Linked DNA regions of Pan troglodytes: regions 1 and 3 are each linked to region 2. The links are chromatin contacts, called in public Hi-C and HiChIP or PLAC-seq maps. All regions are on one chromosome and are shown on one strand. The core of a region is the stretch at or near the end of the contact, and the rest is flanking DNA. Distances in the headings are between cores, read along the strand shown.

Region 1 (2,700 bases), core at 35-2,534, 130 kb after region 2:
CCTGCACACACCTTCATCCCACATCTCCTATCTGCTGGCCATCCCCCCTCAGGGTGAGTTCCTCCAGGTACCTCCCAGGGTGGCCTGCAGCACTAGAACCTGCCAGGGCCACTGGCCCTACCTCCACCACCCAAACACTCTGGAATCCCTCAGGTCTGACCCTCCTCTGGGGGGGGGGTCTTCACCTGAAAGCCCAGCCCATGACCCTGGCTTCCCACCTTACTGCAGGATTATACTAAGGCCTGGACGTGAGTCGAGTCCAGTCCAGTCCCTCACTGAGCTCTAAAAAAGCAGTGACCCCGATCCAGGGCCCAGCTCCCACCATCAGCTAAGGTTAGGTATCCAGGTTGCCCACAATGACCACACCCCATGCCCAGGAGCCACAGTGTGCTACCCAGATCTCTGCCTTCCCTTCTTCCCAGTCCCCCACCCTGCCCACTCACCTGCGCACCTGTGTCTGCAGTCTGGGAGAAGGCTTCCCTGCACCAGCCAGCCAGGCCTGCTTTGGGCCTGAGCCTTCCTAACCCTGGGCCGCACTCACCATTTTGAGAACCTTAGCCCTCCCACGCCTATCAGTCTGTTGGTCCCCCTACTCTTCTCCCCACACTGCCTGGCATAGAAGACTTTCGGCCCTTCTAGACTGGACAGCACTATCCTAAAGGGGCAGGTACCACGGCGCATGTGTGTTTGCCCCCACAAGGCCAAAGGCAACACCTGGAACGCTGGAGCCGTTCTCTGCTCTGGGGAGACCCAGGGGCCCCAAGAACAAAACCTGCCCAAAGCCTTAAAGCAAGCTGAGTGCAGACGACTGCACCGCCCGCCCCCCAGCAACCGCCATGCAGGAAATACGAGCTCACAAGGCCCACGGCAACAAGAAGCCCACCCACCTGAGGCTACGCGAATCGCCCGCGAAGAGGGTCCTGGGATCCGTAGCCAGAGACCGTGGGACGGGCCTCCCTCTGAGGGCGAGAGTCCAGGCGCCACCTAGAAAGTGGAGAACGAGATCGGCCGCCGTGAGGCCAGGCAAGGAGCGGGCGCGGCCTCCCGAGACTGCGAGAACGGCCCAAATGTCTCCAGGTGCCCCCACAAACCCCCGGCGCGGACCGAGAAACTGAGGCCCGCAGACCGAAGGCACTGCGACCCAGGCTGGGGCTCCGAGTGTCCCTCTGCGGATCAGAAGTCGGGAAAAGACGCAGGGGCGCAGCTCCAGGCCCGCGTGCACGGAGTTCAAGCCGGCCGCCCGGGCTCCCGCCTCCACACTGACCCTCTTGCCGGAGTCGGGAACGCCTGCTCCGAGGAGCGCCGCGCAGCGTCCAGAGACCGATTACATCGCGCAGCCACGCCCCCAGCGTGCGCGCGGCCGCCGTGTACGACCCCGCGCATGCTCCCGGCACGCTCCACGCGCTCCTCCCATCCAGGCCGCGCCTGCGCTGTATGCCGTGTGGCCGCTGCCTCGCAGGCTCTCCCGGTCCCTGCTGGCGCGGCAGTGCCGCGCGGTGGGTGATGGGAGAGCGCGCCCATTCCCACGCCGCGCCAAGTGCCACGGGATCAGGTGGGGCCGCGTGTACAGGCGCGGGACGGTCGGGCCAAAGCTGCCCCTCATGATCCCCAGCGGACGGTGCCCGGCGGTCCCTCAGATCCGGGAAATCTGCACCCGGCTGTGGCGTAGACCGAGGGGCCGATGCTGCTTCAGCCCGCCGTTACTGCCCTGGCGTCAGCCAGACACTGGGGTGCTGCTGGGCGTCGAGAGGGCTGCTGCGGGGCCGGGCTAAGCCTGGGGGGCTGCAGGTGTCGGGGTGGATGTGGGCATAGCGGGGCTGCTGGGCCTCGTGAGCGCCCTGGAACGGCGTGCCCGCGGAGTGCCTCTCATCACTCATTGCCAGTGCGGGGAACCTTGTTAGGGCCCGGTTCGACGTAGCTGCAGGCTGGGCGCCAGAGGCAGGGGGCAGGCAGTCCGAGAGGACCCTCTACCTGCATACCTGGGGGCTGCAGGCAGGGCCTCTGGGCCTCCTTGTTGTGGGTATAATTGTGTGCTTCCCGACTCAGGCCGAGGCTGGACCCGGAGACGACAGCGAGGGCAGGCTACCAAGCCCTCCCCACAGGGCCGTGCCCAGCCCAAGCCTGCCGAGTCAGCACCCAGATCCGGGGACAAGATAGGTGAGGATGAAGTGGTGCTCTTCTCACTTGCACAAGCCGTCCCACGCCACCTCTCCTCGGCTTCACGGTGCCTAGAGAAGAGGTGGGAGAGGGTGCAGGCGCCCCAGCTCAGGATCTGATGCCTGTGGGCCAAGGACCTGGATGCAAGCCAGGAGTCCTTGGGGCCACAGGCAGGCAGCCGGATTCACCGGAAAGTGACGCTTCTCAAGGGGAACACACACGTAACACACCAGCTCCCTTTCTGTCCTGGTCCAGTGACTCCTTTCATGAAAGCTCTCTGAAATGTTATCTGCATTTACACCCAAACTCACTCACTTTGATCCCTGAAACGCGAATCAAAGCTCACATTGTACCTTCCCTGGGTCTGTGGGGCTTTCAGCAGCCTGGGCCAAAAATAATAAAAGTGGCACCGAGCCAGGAAACGCCTCCTTGAAGTGGGAATGAAACTTGGATTTTTTTCGGTTGTATCTTTCCTAATTGACCTGATAATTTAAACTTCCTCCCTCAAGGGAAAGGTGGGGGTTCCCACAAATTCAGCTTACC
Region 2 (2,700 bases), core at 133-2,632:
CTTGAACTTTGCACCATTCCCTAAGCTCCCCCCCGCTCCCCCAGAGCCTGGTCTCCCTAGAACCAGTCCAGGGCTGTGAGGGTTCCGGAGGGCAGGGCCTCAGCAGTGGCGGGGATGGGCCAGGCATCGCCAGCCCACGCTGAGCCTCCTGGTGGCGCCGCCCCGCCCATCCTCCCCCCCGCCCCGCGCAGCAAACTGACCCAGGACAGCCGCATGGAGAGCCCCATCCCGATCCTGCCGCTGCCCACCCCGGACGCCGAGACTGAGAAGCTTATCAGGATGAAGGATGAGGAAGTATGTGGGGCGGCGGGGGCGGCGGAGGCGGGCGTCAGGGATGCGCCCCCGCGGTGCTGCTCACCCGCCGGGTTGTCTCCGCCCGCAGCTGAGGCGCATGCAGGAGATGCTGCAGAGGATGAAGCAGCAGATGCAGGACCAGTGACGCTCGCCGCGGACACACCGTCCGTCTCCGGGACGCCCTCGCACCCCTGGACCCCAGACCGGACTGTTCCCGACCCGGAGACGCGGGGCCACAGCCCCCAGCTGACCCTAATTTATTCTCAGCACCACCCCCTCCCAGGTCATTGTGTCTGCTTCCGAGGGGCCTGGACCGTAGCCCCCGCCCAGCTGGCCCTCTCTGACCTTGGGGGATCAGGAGCGAAGTTGGGCGGGACTTCAGAGATCCGCCTCCCTTGCCTTTCCCCCGCCCCCGGACGGTCACAGCACCCAAACCGCAGGCCCTGCTCTGGCAGGCAGGCAAAGCTAGGCAGAAGAGGATTCCCAGGATCCTGGGTCTGTTCCTTGCCCCAGTGCTGCAGAACGGACTTGGGAGCCCTCCTTTGCCTGCTCCCGCGGGTCACCCAGCGAGTGCTGAGGCCCTATTTTCTGTCGAGGCGGGCCGAGTCTTCTCTTATCCTCAGACGCCTAGCGGGCAGGGTTGGGCTGAATCAAATGGGAGCCCTCCAGACATAAGGAGGCCAGAGGCTGCAAGGAGCGGGGCCGTGACCGCTTACACCCCTTCTCCACAGCCCGGCCCGACCTGGAGGGCCCCCGGGGCACTGGGCGGTGAGCCACCTCCTGGCAACTCTCGGTGCGGTCCCCTGCCCTCACTCGAGGCCTCTTCTCCCCAGCACCGCTGTGGTGTGCCGGGATCCTGAGCCTCGGCCTCCCGATCTTCCCACCCGCATGATCCCTTCCCGCCACACGATGCTCCGTTTTGTTCCGTTGTGAATGCCGCGTCCTGTCCTGGTGACAGGAGAACAATGTTGGTGAACGTCGCAGCGGGTGTCCGAGTGCTCCGTGTGCCCCTGAGAGCGGGTGGGAGCGGAAGCCTGAGCGGCCTGCGGCCTCCGGCGATAGTGTGCTATCTGCCGCTGCAGCGCGCGTCCTCGCGGCCTCTGGGCTATTTCTGGCCGGGCCGCAGCACTGTGGTCGGTGCGGGCGTGGCAGGGGCGGGGCGGCCTTATCGCTCGGCTCTCCCGCCTACGCCTCCCGCTCCAGAGTAAGCCGGGTCGCCGTCTTCTCGCCATGGGCTCCGGTGAGTCTGGAGTCCGGTAGGGCCCCCAGCTGCTCCCTAGGCCGACCCGGGTTGAGAGGAGCTCTGGTTCTTTGGCTGCAGCCGGGAGAGACTTGGGTCAGACTTAGAGGGGACTTCCAGCCGGCGTGCGGGGTGGTCAGGGTGGAGAGGCTGGCGGGCTACCGGGACGCCGGGCATCAGGGGCTGGATGGAGCCGGGCCGGCGCTCTGGGTACTCAGAGACGTCGCCCAGGTGCCCGCCGACCGCTCGGCTCACTGCGGCGCTTCCCTTGCAGGGCCGCGCGGGGCGCTGAGCTTACTGCTCCTGCTGCTGGCCCCGCCGAGCCGCCCGGCCGCAGGTTGCCCGGCGCCCTGTAGCTGCGCGGGGACGCTCGTGGACTGCGGGCGCCGCGGGCTGACTTGGGCCTCGCTGCCGACCGCCTTCCCTGTCGACACAACCGAGCTGGTGCTGACCGGCAACAACCTGACGGCGCTGCCGCCGGGGCTGCTGGACGCGCTGCCCGCGCTGCGCACCGCACACCTGGGCGCCAACCCCTGGCGCTGCGACTGCCGCCTTGTGCCGCTGCGCGCCTGGCTGGCCGGCCGCCCCGAGCGTGCGCCCTACCGCGACCTGCGTTGCGTGGCGCCCCCAGCGCTGCGCGGCCGCCTGCTGCCCTATCTGGCCGAGGACGAGCTGCGCGCCGCTTGCGCTCCCGGCCCGCTCTGCTGGGGGGCGCTGGCGGCGCAGCTTGCGCTGCTGGGCCTTGGGCTGCTGCACGCGTTGCTGCTGGTGCTGCTGCTGTGCCGCCTGCGGAGGCTGCGGGCCCGGGCCCGCGCTCGCGCCGCAGCCCGGCTGTCGCTGACCGACCCGCTGGTGGCCGAGCGAGCCGGAACCGACGAGTTCTGAGAAGAGAACCGGTGCGTCCTGAGAAGAGAACCGGCGCTGGGCAACGCGGGCCTGCAAACTCGACAGGACCCTGCCCGAGGGGCCCTCGCGCCAACCTGGACCGGTCTCCGCCTCCTCCGCTGCCCAATCTCTCAGACCCACCCCACCTGCAGGCCCAGACCACGTGGGACAGAACTCCTGCCCACCCTACCCCAAGGGAGGCGAACCCGCACTTCCAGGCTTGGGAGGACCATGGGGCACAATGCGGTCCAGACCCTGCTGCGTCTCCCTTCCAAACTCTG
Region 3 (2,700 bases), core at 130-2,629, 180 kb after region 2:
CAGCAACCAACTCAAGCCATGACTGGCCACAGGAAGTCAGAGGTGCTGGCCACAGAAGTCAGGGGACCAGCTCACAGGACCTGGGGGTAGGGGGCTGGAACCACTCAACTTACCGCTACATTAAAAGACCCAGAGGTTGGGTGTGGTGGGTCATGGGTGCAATCCCAGCACTCTGGGAGGCCAAGGTGGACAGACTGCTTGAGCCCAGGAGTTCAAGACCAGCCTGAGCAATACAGCTTGTCCCCATCTCTACAAACTAAAAAAATTACTGGGGCATGGTGGTATGCACCTGTAGTCCCGGCTACTCGGGAGGCTGAGGAAGGAGGATCGCTTGAGCCTAGGAGTTTGAGGCTGCAGTAAGCTGCACTCCAGCCTGGGAAACAGAGTGAGACCCTGTCTCTAAAACAAACAAAACAAAACAAACAAAAATGAGTTTTCCACGTGATCCCAGCAGCTCAGCTCTCTGTGCTTTTTGGTGTGCAAACATTCTCCAAAGAGGCATAATAACTACTGCAGGATTAGCCTAATCACAGGGCAGGCTTTCTTGTTCAAAATTGGAATGGGGGGAGGAAGCAGAAACAAAAGCATTAATTCAGGCCCACGAAGCCTAGGCTTAAAGAGCAATCTATCTGCCTCTTGAGCTTGAAGGCCTGCTCTCCAGAGGGAATACTCACACAAAGTGAGTCTCATGGGAGGCACCTGGCCCCTTGGAGGTCCTGCCAGCCCAGGAAATACCAGATGGGCCGCCAAGCTGCAGACGCCCCAGGGAGGCAGCACAGGGCTGGGGGTGCTACGAAGGCCTCCTTCCCCGGCTTGGCTGGGACCCCACCAGCCCCACCCAACCCCTCAGGGGCAGATGCTGGGCCGGAGCCTCTGTGTGCTGGCCCTGTAACAAATGCCACTGAAAGCCCTACCTTGTCATGTCTTAGCCACAGGGACGCACACAGAGAGGTGGCAGGGGCTTTGCAGTCTGGTAACAAGCCCCAGGAGGACAGCTGGTCTCCCTATTGCTGAACACAAGGACATCCCATCACACCAGCGGAATGTGCCACTTAAATTAAATTTTCTCCCAAATGGCTGTGGTTCTTCCCAAGATAAAATTTATCTTCTTCCCTCTTGCGCTTAGGAAGAGAGAAAAATGATCGCAGTACCTGGCTGGCTTCCGGACTTCCTAAGGGTCAAATGAAAGCTCTTTCCATGACACACTGACAGGCAGCCTTAAACCAGCCCAAGTTATAAAAACACTCTGCCTCTCGGAGCCCCAGGAGTGCGAGGACAGACAGCAGCAGGCTGGTGGAGCAGCCTCAGAGGGTGGACAGGCCTGGCTGGCTGCAGCCCCTCCCCCATGGGCCAGTGTGTGGGCTGGTCAGCCCCTGAGCCAGCCTGGCAGCTGCAGGAGAGGCTGGCCCCATGCTCCGTAAACCCCCATGGGGACCTGGGCAGGGGCTACAGAGCCGGCAGCAGGAACAGGCAGGCCCTGGTTGTTTCCGGGAAGCAGTACCTCCGTTATCGGACCTGAGAGGAGGCTGCGGTCTCATTCACGCCCTCTGCCCCATCCCAGTGTTGCCAGCTCAGAGCCCTGCTTTGCAGAAAGCGGACCTACAGACACAGCAAGAGGGAGGACTAGAATAGAGTGACCACAATTCCCTATATTGGGGTTAGGGCACCTGAGCTCTAAAACCTGGCACTGAGGGAGAAGACGAAGCCCAGGGCCGTGGGTGTGCAAGAGGCAGAGACAAGGCATACTGGCGGGGCCCAAGTCCCTGCCGGGTGCAGAGGCTTCCCGGTGGAGGCAGACCTCCAGGTCAGGAAGTGGCAGGAAGATTGTGCGGCTGTGGGACTGGAGTTGGAGCTCAGCTCCTTGGCCCCCCTTAATTGCCGGGCCCCTCTGGGCCTCGGGCTCCTCTTGGCTGCACTTGGATCCCGACCCCCAGTGCCTGCCTCTGTAAAGGAGCTCCCCGGTGTGGGCTCACCATCCTCGCCTTCCACATTCCTCCACCTGCCAGGGGCTTGCTCTGTGGAATGGAAGGTTTGGTTTGCAAGGCTGCACGCCCCCTCTGAGCCTAGTCATTTGGGGTCACGTGCCCCTCCGCACCCCTGCCTCCCTGCAGTGGCCATTGTTCCCAGAGGGGCTCCACTGCCTGCCCAGGGTCACTGTACCTCGCCAGAAACCTCCTCTCTTCTTCAACCTGTCTTGCAGTTCCAGAGAAGGAAAGACACAACACAGCAGAAAAGGCAAACGGGCTGGCACAAGGCGGGCATCTGCATGGCAGAGGCGGAGCAGGAGCCAACCTGGAGTCCTTCCCAGGGTCCCCACCAAGACTGGGAGGACAGCCCCTTGCGCCGGGGCGTGGCTATGGGAGTGGGGCAGCCAGAACGTCCCCCACCCCACCCCAGTGCACTCAAGGGTCCTGCTCACCCACCCACAAGCTCACACTGCTTTTTCAGGAGTTTTCTGAGTTTTCTGCACGTCTTCCTCACCCTCCTAGGTTACAAACCAGGTGCTCAGCCCACTCTGGTCAACAGGTATGGCCCCATTTTGCCAGCATATGGCTGTTTAGTGAAGCGCACTGTTTAATTCTGTCTCCCCTTGACTGAGCTTGGACACGATCCCCCTACCTCTGCCATCTGTCCAGCCCTGGGCTCCCTAAGACCTGGATGCAAACAAAGGAGGAAGGGGGCTCCCAACTTGGGGCCCGA

The links. A called contact is a pair of places that touch in the nucleus more often than the background predicts. HiChIP or PLAC-seq counts read pairs in DNA pulled down with a chosen protein or histone mark.
Region 1: a contact with region 2 is called in an H3K4me3 HiChIP or PLAC-seq map of stem cell-derived excitatory neurons, with 6 times the contacts expected there. The contact joins the promoter of GNB1L here to the promoter of GP1BB in region 2. A contact is called at or near these places in 1 of 7 Hi-C or Micro-C datasets (stem cell-derived neural progenitor cells) and 1 of 1 datasets of contacts at active chromatin or transcription factors (stem cell-derived excitatory neurons).
Region 3: a contact with region 2 is called in a Hi-C map of stem cell-derived neural progenitor cells, with 6 times the contacts expected there. The contact joins the enhancer-like site here to the promoter of GP1BB in region 2. A contact is called at or near these places in 5 of 7 Hi-C or Micro-C datasets (blood, induced pluripotent stem cells, a lymphoblastoid cell line and 1 more), 1 of 1 datasets of contacts at active chromatin or transcription factors (stem cell-derived excitatory neurons) and 1 of 1 other capture datasets (stem cell-derived neural stem cells).

The regions. Positions count from the first base shown.
Region 1 is chr23:21,883,552-21,886,251 of NHGRI_mPanTro3-v2.0_pri, forward strand. GNB1L (G protein subunit beta 1 like) reads right to left here and starts at 1,285. Exons shown (of 8, transcript NM_001364717.1): 1 at 1,105-1,285; 2 at 888-984. RTL10 (retrotransposon Gag like 10) reads right to left here and starts at 1,416. Exons shown (of 3, transcript NM_001243967.2): 1 at 1,265-1,416; 2 at 888-984. It overlaps LOC134809737 (a long non-coding RNA gene), which reads left to right and starts at 1,417. Exons shown (of 4, transcript XR_010156189.1): 1 at 1,417-1,552; 2 at 2,047-2,157.
Region 2 is chr23:21,753,189-21,755,888 of NHGRI_mPanTro3-v2.0_pri, forward strand. GP1BB (glycoprotein Ib platelet subunit beta) reads left to right here and starts at 1,383. Exons shown (of 2, transcript XM_009437791.3): 1 at 1,383-1,534; 2 at 1,809-2,700. The coding sequence starts at 1,525. The coding sequence ends at 2,419. It overlaps SEPTIN5 (septin 5), which reads left to right. Exons shown (of 12, transcript XM_001166286.8): 11 at 192-294; 12 at 383-1,274. The coding sequence ends at 439.
Region 3 is chr23:21,931,767-21,934,466 of NHGRI_mPanTro3-v2.0_pri, forward strand. The region is part of intron 8 of TXNRD2 (thioredoxin reductase 2); the gene reads right to left. Among named protein-coding and RNA genes, the nearest start is that of COMT, 40 kb to the right of the region's middle. Within about 2 kb of position 1,380, at least 6 of the 24 cell types and tissues checked have an H3K27ac peak or open chromatin away from gene starts, as enhancers often do. A contact at or near this core is called in stem cell-derived excitatory neurons, stem cell-derived neural progenitor cells and stem cell-derived neural stem cells, where this site is marked.